Linked DNA regions of Hordeum vulgare: region 1 is linked to region 2. The links are chromatin contacts, called in public Hi-C maps. All regions are on one chromosome and are shown on one strand. Each heading gives the region's core, a stretch centred on a gene start, on an enhancer-like site or on the middle of the called end of the contact. The rest is flanking DNA. Distances are from core to core; before and after follow the strand shown.

Region 1 (4,934 bases), core at 53-2,552, 570 kb before region 2:
TGCTATGTTTGAGAGGTCAAAGCGGCGTCCATGTCCCTGTCCATGTATGGACGCCCTATTTCAGCAGCCAGCCGCGTGTAGCTTGCAGTGTTAGTGAGGACACTGCAGAACCGCTAATGAAATACTAGTGAAAAGCAGCTAGCAAAGATAAGATCTTTATCCGTGATTCAAGCTGTAAGCAGTAATTTTCTTCCAAGTGTTTCACTTTCACACGTACGCTAAGATATTTCGATATAGAGAGTTGAAAAAGGAAAGAAGAAAAGTTTCTATGTGATTTGATCAAAGGCTTACACAGCAAGTCCTATCCCATTCCCAGCTAGCCGCCCGATTCTTTATCCGACGGCCAGAGTCAAAAATATGGACAGGTAAGCAAATTTGGTAATACCATTACCAGCTAGCCACGCCAGCGCTTACCATATCAACGCCGCAATTCCAATCGAGGGCCAGAACGAATTGAACCAACCAAACAACAATCGAAAACCTAGAGAGGAATTCCTCCTAAAACCATCAATCAAAAACCTAAATCCCGCGCCGCGCCGCGCCGCGCCGCGCCGCCGCCACTGATCAGACTGCTAGTAGCATCAACCGCGCCCTCTTGGCCTCCGGGGGCGCGCTCTCGGCCTCGTCCCCGGCCACCCCCGACGCCGGCAGGTTCAGGTCGAAGTCCCTCAGCAGCTCCGCCGCCTTCGCCTTGGCGGCCTCCTTGTCCTTGCCGGTCCCGTCGGCCGCGGCGCCGCCCTCGTAGTGCAGGCGCTTGTGCCCGCCCAGCGCCTGCCCGGACGGGAACGTGCGGTGGCAGAGCGAGCACTGGTGCACCTTGGCCTCCACGGGGGCGGCGCCGGAAGCCTCGTCGCCGCCTGCCGACGCCGCTGGCGGCGTCGGGGGCTTCCGGTGGCTCGTCTTGTGGCCGCCCAGCGCCTGGTAGGACGCGTAGACCTTGTCGCACACGGAGCACTCGTACCCCTGCGCCTTGGTCGGCGCCGGCGCCGCTCCCACGCCCTTGACGCCTCCGACGCCGCCGTCCTCGACCTCGCCGCGGACGCCGCGCGCCAGCATGAGGAGGGAGAGCGCCAGGTACTCCTCCTCGGACTCGGCGCCGCCGCCAGAGCTGCCCCCACGGCGCCTGGAGCGACGCCCTCCACGAGCCCACGAGTCCATCGGCGGCGGAGACGGCGGCGGCACGGGCGACTTCCTGGACGCGTCGTCGGGCGACATGGCAGGCGGAGATCGATCGGGGCCGACGCAGGGTTGACCGGAGCAAAGAGGGAGGTGGACAAGTAGGAGAGTGGTGGGTGTGCGGGGGCGATTGAGAGGGAGGCGTGGGCTGGGGCTGCCATATATAGTGCCGCGGGGGAAGTGAGGGTAGTGCGGACTGCGGGGTGTGCCACTGTGCTGCTCTCCTCCAGTGGTAACTTACGCATGCGACCGCGTATGCGCCTGTGTCTGACTTGGTGATCAAGTCATCATCGCGTGGACGGATGATCTGACGGTCGGGGTGTCGTTGGGCTCTGCCGTGGCGTGATCTGGGCCCTTCGTGAGGTATACGGGGTGTTTTTTTTTTTTTTTTGCATCGTAGATACGGGGTGTGTTTGTTACGGCGGATAAGTCTTTGTGGACGTACGTGGTCTTTGTGTGTGCTTTCAGTGAGGATACGTATGCATTCATGGAGGACAAATCTAAATCTTTGCCTTCGAGATTATAGATACAACTACGCCTCCATCTTACCATTTAATTTGGATGGTGCTAGGCGTCAGCCGGCTGAAGCTTAAACAAAAATGCACTTCTTTAACCATCGAATTTTACTCAAGTCGCAATTAGAAGACATTCCGTTAAAACCCCGCATGCAACATGTGTCGTACATCGCTACATTGTTACATTCTCCTTCGCGTTTCGTGAAAATTTGCAAGGAAAATGTCACATTTTCAACACTAGCACACAACAATAAAATGTAGGCATGCAAGCAGCAAAGTTCCATTCATTGTAGCATGTATGTTTTCAAATGGGTGGCAAAAAACCAAGCATGAAAGATAAGTTACGTCGGACCGCACAAGTGTTCGTGAACGTACTTAGGTCTTTGTGTGGCATGTCGTGCTGCTTTCTGGGAAGATATGCGTGCATTGATGGAGGACAGATTTACATCTTTGCCAGATTATAAAGATTTATGGACGCCTAATCTTTCCATTTAATTGGGGTTGGCCAAGGCATCAGTCTGTTGTAGCTTGAAAAAAATAAATTGCCACCTCAACCGTCTGACTTAAGTCATAATCCCATGATATATGATTAAAAAATTGCATGCAACATGTGTCGTATATTTGCAACATCGTTTCATTTCCATCCACATTTGTGTGAACAATTGGTTAGGAATACAATACAAGAGCAAAATATATGCATGCATGCAACACATTTATATTTATTACACCATTTACGTTTTAAAATGGAATATAACTATCACTGCATGAAAGACCATGCACAAACAACAAAGACAACAATGAAGAAATGCTTCAGACCTTCCCAACATGCGTGCATAACCTATTGCAAAAAATTGCTCGTTTGTGTACAACAAACACTATAAACACTTAAAGCATGTTGAAACACAATATGCAACATCAAACGTTCACAAATTCTAATCAAAGCTAAACATCAACAATGGAGGTGTCACCTTCTGCTAATTGATTCTAATCGGCCATGAATCCATATACTCAGAGTCCCATCGAAGCCAAATCAAGCAACCGTTGGCCCATTCCCTGTGTCTAAGTGTCTATTAGAGCTCATGGGCGTAAGATCATACTTCACACGAGGTATCATGGTGGTTGGGAGGAGAAGTCTTTGTGGAAGGAGACAACTTGGGAAGTGGAGGGCTTCGATCTAAGAGGAGCTCCAATGGGAGAGGAACGGGTGTTGAGCTGACGGGATCCATGAGGAGGTGAAAAAAGGAGCTCCATGATAGAAACGGAGGGGAAAACACGTGAGATCAGAAAAGGAAAATGTGGCCATAGGGAAAAACATTACTTTTTTGCAAACAGGTGATCATCTTTATTCCTTGATTAGTCGCTAATATGAAATGTTTTCCTTCAATAATAATACCAAAATTAAGATGAAAAGTCACTTGTAAGCACTACACACGTTCTTTCCAAAATAATAAGCGCCTACTTGAGGTCCATGAACATATTTGAATTTCTTAAGGATAAAATTGGATGGAAAGGACAATGGTAAAAGATCAAAAAAATAACAGAGGATAAATATCTAGCCTCCATATTTAGCAAGATCGAGACATTTTGTTCATCATCTTTGAGACTAATATGGGTGTATGAACATAAGTATGTCGTCCCCTAATAGGATGGGCACAAGTATTATTTCATTTTATTTATTTCCTTTAGATCAATATATGCCATATCTACATATCTGAAGCAGAGAACTGTGAGGAAGAGACAACAAGAAAGAATGAGTTTAGGGAAAATGAATACGATGCCTCCTTTTTATAATTGGATACATATATATTCATTCCCCTTCATGGGTCAAGAAGAAGAAGAGGTAAGAGCAGTTAGAGAGTAAGCAGCGGCTTTCTTGGAGACATATACACATATTTTAATTTCTCAAGGATAAAACTGGATGGAAAAAAGAGAATAGTAAACATGACCAAATTAGTGAAGGGTGATAAATATGTAGCCCCATTTTATAGCTAGATATATACAAAATCATTTCTTACTTCTATGCGATGGTATGCGTGTTTGAACTTCAAATGAACAAAATTAGATGCAAGAGATGTGGTAGCATGATTGATTCTATGGAGAAGATGTTTTTATTTTACTTTTTTTGAGGGCAATACGTGTACCCCCCCATCCCCCCCTCCCCCCCCCCCACACACACATAAAGGATCACCTCGCAAAAGGCAAAGTCCTATAAAATCTATGTGTATGCGAAAAACAGAAGTGATCAAAAGAACGATCAATGAAATGCAGAACAAGCCATCAGCGCCAACAATATCATCACATACAATGAATAAAATCAAATGAATAAGCATATCTATATCGTCTGCTTTGTCAAACCCTCATATGTTATGTTGTCGAATTTGTGATGGAAAATAAATATGTCACCTCCCTAAACACACGCGTGCAAGTATATTCTCATTTATTTCCTTCTCTCGGATCATTACGCCATATCTACACTTTTAAAGAACAAAGCTCGGCGGAATTGACAAGACTTTGAAATAGGAGTCTTAGAATAATGCTGAATTCAAAGGTTTATTTCTAGAGCAAGCAAGATCGTATCTATTGGGGATAGTAAATATCTTGCCTCCCTTTTCTAGCTACATACACACAAAATGCATGTTCCTTCTTTCTTGGAGACTAATATGCATATTTGGATTTTCGAAGAGCGAATTTGAGTGGAAGAGATAATCACAAAAAGATGAAACTGTGATGGACTTACATGCATAAAACAAACTTCAATGGAACACATAATATCAAACCAGATCAAACTTGTGATGTAGGAAAAAAACTCACCTCCTTTGTGAGACTACAATGTTTGGAATCGTGTATTTCTTTCCTTGATACCAATGAGGCAATAAATTTGGTCCTATTTCCTTTCATGGATTAACAATATTAACTAAAACTATTTTCTCTCTATGGCAAAGTGATTTTGCACGCCAAGATTAGTTAGGGTTGTTGGAATGCAAGATTGTACATAAGTTTGGTAAAAAAAATCAGAGACACATTTCTTCTGAATTTCACATAGTAGACCACAAATATGTGTTACATGCAAACAAACTGCATATATACATACATACTGACATATGTACATTATGCCCCTCCTCAAGACTCAAGATATATGGTTGCAAAATTATATATAAGTTTATGCCATGTTTGACATTGTGGTGATGTTATGATAATCCAGCTTGCCTCACTAGATGTTGTTTATGTTAGTGTTTTCTCCTT
Region 2 (5,283 bases), core at 2,252-4,751:
TAGAATTGTTAGTCCAATGGATAATGTATGTTGTCATGAATTATCAAAACCTCAAAGGGAACATATGTGCTTTCAGTTTGGTGGCACAGTGGCGTAACACGGCGTCGGTGAAGTTTGCCCCACGCTAACTTTTGTCCATCCTTCACTACCAATCGATATCTACACCAATATAAATAGACCATAAATGGAGCTCCAATTAACCTCGATCGTCAAAATAGGTTCCACTGAAACATTGAGGGCCCAATGTGTTAAGTGTCCAACATGGTTCGTAGACAATCAATATCATATCGTAATAAAAAATCCGACAAAGATCACATCGTATTAATGGTAGCACAAACCACATTATTATCATGCAAATAATATCCTACATAATATGAACATGCAATTAATTTCATACAAAATATTAGGCCTCCCTTGGTTCATAGTATTTGAAAACTATTAGAAAATGAGATGTCGCGTATCTTGATCCCTATATGAAAAGATATGTCATTGATCTCATATGATATGGATATTTTATTAGATTCGAGCTAGTGTTTTTCCTTTAAAATGTGAATGATATAAATCAATCCTACATAGAAATATGAACCCATTCATACAAATCAAAGACTTTAAATAAAATACAATTCATGTAGAACATATACCCTCTATACCACTAAGCTCCCTAGTTTTAAAGAGTCCATATTTAATTAAGGTCTCTAATTAAAATTGGGTCATCCGGGTTTGACTGGGTCAACAATTTTATACTATATGGCGGTGCTACCTATTTTATAAGGACTCACAATTAATTGAGGTATTCAATTTAGGATTGATTCACTTGATTTTGACTAGGCCAATAATTTCTCAAGGAGATTTCTCTTTCAACTCGTTTAATTATGTATGTTCTCTAATTCTCAATCTCTTTCATTCAGTTGAGGTATTCAATTTTGAATTTAGTTTACGATTTTGACGGAGTCAATGATTTTTTAAATTGTCAGCAACGATCAGCCTATAAAACAAATTAATCCCACCCACCCTCCCACCACCTAGAAAAAATAAAGTAACCATATGATATTAAAGCACCAATATAGTACATGCAGTCACTCATAATTTTTTTCCATATAAATATATGTTGGTTAGCGGATAATACATGCAACACTACAAAAGTCCTGCCAAATCTCCGCATTATAAATAAAATAAACACACTCCATCATCTCTCGCACCCATCGAACTAAATATTACATAAGTTACAAATTATAAAGGGTATTAGCTTTTTGTAAAATCATTTTTTTTAACTTTGACCAAGTCATAGCAAAAAATATTGACATCCACAATATTAAACAAAAAATATAAAATCTCATTTCGTGATGAATCTATCATACCAATTTGATATTATGGGTTTTCATATATTTCTCTACAAATTCGACAAACTTAAAAAGTTTGACTTTTCAAAAAAGTCATACAACATATATTTTAAAACAAAGTATTTTTTTCTTAGGAATCTCAACAACGCCAACGACGCAACAGAATGCATCCAACCCTCCTTATACTCTCTCCATTTCGATGGACTACATACAGTTGTATATAGACATATTTTAGAGTGTAGGTTCACTCATTTTGCTCCGTATGTAGTTCATAGGAAAATTTCAGGGTCTTATATTTAGAATCGGAGGGACTAGTATCCTTCTTAAATTCTTAAAAATTCCCTCTATTCTAAAAGAGACATCTACTCGATAATGGCGTTTTGGAGCTCGGCCTCCATGGAGGCCATTTTTTAAAAAAAAAATTCAAAAAATTAGTTTCAAAAGATCTAAAAAAATATACAACTAAAAAAGGATTTGATCCGTGTGTGTAAAATTTCTGGTCGAAATACTTTGAAACGCGACCTGTATAAAAAGGACAAATTATCATGAGATTTGAAGTTTGAATTTTGAATGAGATTTGAAGTTTGAATTTAAAGGCCTTCATGAAGCTCGGCCTCCAAAAACAATTTTCACATCTACCCATTTTATAAATAATTTTAATTTAAAAGAAGGGCCGTGAGGGCAAAGGAGAAGAGCGTGGGGGCAATCGAGCCTATAAAACAAATTAATCCCATCCACCCTCCCACCACCTAGAAAAAATAAAGTAACCATATGATATTATAGCACCAACACAGTACATGCAGTCATTCATAATTTTTTTCCATATAAAAAGACGTTGGTTAGTGGATAACACATACAACACTACAAAAGTCCCATTAATTCTCCGCATTATTAATAAAATAAACACACTCCATCATCTCTCCCACTCGCCAAACTAAATATTACATAAGTTCCAAAATATAAAGGGTATTAGTTTTTTGGGAAATCAAATTTCTTTTACTTTGATCAAGTTCATAGCAAAAAATATTGACATCCACAATATTAAACAACAACAAAAAAAATCATTTGATGATGAATCTATCATACCGATTTGATATTACGGGTTCTGGTATATTTCTCTACAAATTTAACAAACTTGAAGAGCTTGACTTTTCAAAAAAGTCATACACCTTTTATTTTAAAACAAAGTATTTTTTTTCTTAAGAATCTCAACAACGCCAGCGGTGCAGCAAAACGCATCCAACCCTTACACTCCCTCCATTCCGATGGACTACATACAGATGTATGTAGACATATTTTAAAATGTAGATTCACTGATTGTTTCGTATGTAGTTCATAGTAAAATCTTTAAAGGGTCTTATATTTTGGAAGGGAGGGAGTAATATCATTTTTAAATTCCTAAAAAATCCCTCTATTCTAAAGGAGGCATCTACCCGAGAATGGCGTTTTGGAGCTCGGTCTCCATGAAGGCCGAATTAAAAAAAAAAATTCAAAAAATTTAGTTTCAAAAAATCTGAAAAAATATACAACTAAACAAGGGTGTGATCCTTGTGTGTGCAAAATTTCAGGTTGAAATATTTTAAAACGCGACCTGTATAAAATAGACAATTCATGATCTGAAATGATAAATAGTGTCATGCGTTAAAAAATTCCACGTTTGCCTTTTTTGCATACCTCTCATTTCAACGTATTTTGTTCTAAAAATTAACACACTTGTGTATTATACCTTCATCTATCTATGTATCTTTTTCAATTTTTTTAAAATATTAAAATACGAATTTTCATGAAATTTGAAGTTTGAATTTTAAGTCCTTCATGGAGCTCGACCTCCAAAAGCAATTTCCGCATCTATCTTTTTATTTATTTTTTATTTAAAAGAAGGGTGGTGAGGGCAAAGGAAGACGAACGTGGGGGCAATCCAGTCATTTCAGCAGTTCGGGAGGTGGGTCAAACATAGCAGACCACCCGAGCACAGCCGGTTGTTGTGCGCCCCACCCACTGCGCAATTCCTCGTGTTTCTTCCCCGCAAAAAAATAAATAAAATAATAATAAAATCCTCGTGTTTCTGCCAAGCGGGGGTTCTCCGAGGCCCTCGGAGGCGCCCATCGAGAGAGCAGCAAGAAGCCAACCAAACCCCCCCTCCGGAGGAAAAAACGCTAAAACCCGCGTCGCCCTCGCGGTCACGGGCCACACCAACACCACCACTCCGCCCCGCCGTCACGGTTTCCGCCCCCACACCCCTAAATCCTCCCGACTCGCCATTGTCCCGACCTCCCCCGCGTCCCTTATCCTATTCCTGTTCGCCCCGCCGCCATGGAGGCCGTGCGCGCGTCGGCGGCCTGGGTGGCCAGCCGCTCCTCCCACGTCAAGGTTGACATGCTAGGTATCCGTTTCCCGAACGATGCTAGGACTTTTCCGACCAGGGAAGGGAGCACCGTCTTCATTCATAGGGATGTTTTTCTTTTTTCTGGAACGGTGCTAGGATTTCTTAGGCCACGCAGTGTCATCTTCATAGGCTTTGCTTTTCCGGTGGGTTATTAGTCGATTGTATTTCTAAGCAGTATCCGATTGACCCTGCAAGAAACCAGAGTTGATTTTCATGTTGTAGGATTGGACTTCAATGTTCAGGTTCTAGATTCCACTTCACTTACATGTTGTTTTGGTCAGCTTTCATCATTTTCTTATAAAAGAACGACTTGATGGAATACATATTTTTGCTTTGCTTTTATATGTTTATGCCAATGTTCATCCTTCCATTGTTTTGTGACCAATGTCCCAAGTGAAACTCTAAGTTTTGTTCCTCTTACCCGTTTGTTCGTTTCACAGAGATTGAGAAGGCCGTGGACAAAATTCAGGGGAATGTTCCAAAAGTCGAGTGGGATTTCGAAGGAATCCATTACTTTGACAATGGACCGCTCACTGTGCAGTACCTCTTCGTCTTGGATGCGCTGAACTTTTGCTTCTGGCCAGGTATTAGTTCAGCCAGGAACGTACTTGGTGTTCTGAACATGTAGAAATTACTAGAGTGATGTATTGTCCTTATCTTATGAGTGGTACTTTTTCTTAAGGAATTCTGAAAGGTATTAGCATTGGCAGACATCAGGCGTTGCGATTCTACATTTGCATTTCTTTTGCTCCTGTATAAAATATGCGTGTGTTGTTGCTCCTGTACAGCATAGCACGTGGTTAGGGGAGAGGAGGGGCGGTTTATTTTTCTTTGTCTACTTGTTGACAATGATATTAAGACATTCGGTCGTGCAGTATTCTTCTTCTCATGACTTCAGGTTTTGTAGATTTTCACAGTGCAGAAATCAACTTCGTATTTTCTGAAAACAAGCACTAGTGCTTACACCACAAGGAACTTATGGATATTTCTAATCTAGTATATTTTTCTGTTAGTAGCTATATATGAGTCAACAACCTTCTATGTTGGTTTCTATGCTGCCAACAAGTGGCTAGGGCAGAGGAGGGGCGATTTATTTCTCTCTTTATGTACTTGACAATTGTTTGGGGTATTAAGACGTTCAGTCGTGCAGTATTCTTCTTCTCGTCACTTTAGGCCTTTTAGATTTTCAGAGCGCAGAAATCAACTTAGCATTGTCTGAAAACAATACACTAGTGCTTATACTACACCACAAGGAACTTATGGATACTAGCTAATTGCACGTGTGTTGCAACAGGGGCATCAATATTCTAGTGATCCTCCAGTACATCGCTGGATGATACTTTCCATTATTAACGTGATCCTCCCGTCCAAAGAATGACACTCTCCATAATTAACGTGATTCTCACATCCAACTCTTGATGATACTTTCCGTAATTAACATGATCCTCCCGTCCAAAGACTGATACTCCATACTCGCATGATCCTCCCGTCCAAAGAATGATACTCTCCATAATTACGTGGAACTAACAAACATACAAAACCAAACCAAAACCATGA

What was found. A called contact is a pair of places that touch in the nucleus more often than the background predicts.
Region 1: a Hi-C map of leaf shows a contact between it and region 2, with 6 times the contacts expected there. The contact joins the promoter of LOC123429769 here to the promoter of LOC123425485 in region 2. A contact is called at or near these places in 2 of 6 Hi-C or Micro-C datasets (leaf and seedling).

The regions. Positions count from the first base shown.
Region 1 is chr2H:124,659,527-124,664,460 of MorexV3_pseudomolecules_assembly, reverse strand. It overlaps LOC123429769 (zinc finger protein ZAT6-like), which reads right to left and starts at 1,302. Exons shown (of 1, transcript XM_045113769.1): 1 at 248-1,302. The coding sequence starts at 1,215. The coding sequence ends at 565.
Region 2 is chr2H:124,086,701-124,091,983 of MorexV3_pseudomolecules_assembly, reverse strand. LOC123425485 (queuosine salvage protein-like) reads left to right here and starts at 3,501. Exons shown (of 7, transcript XM_045109185.1): 1 at 3,501-3,723; 2 at 4,167-4,310. The coding sequence starts at 3,654.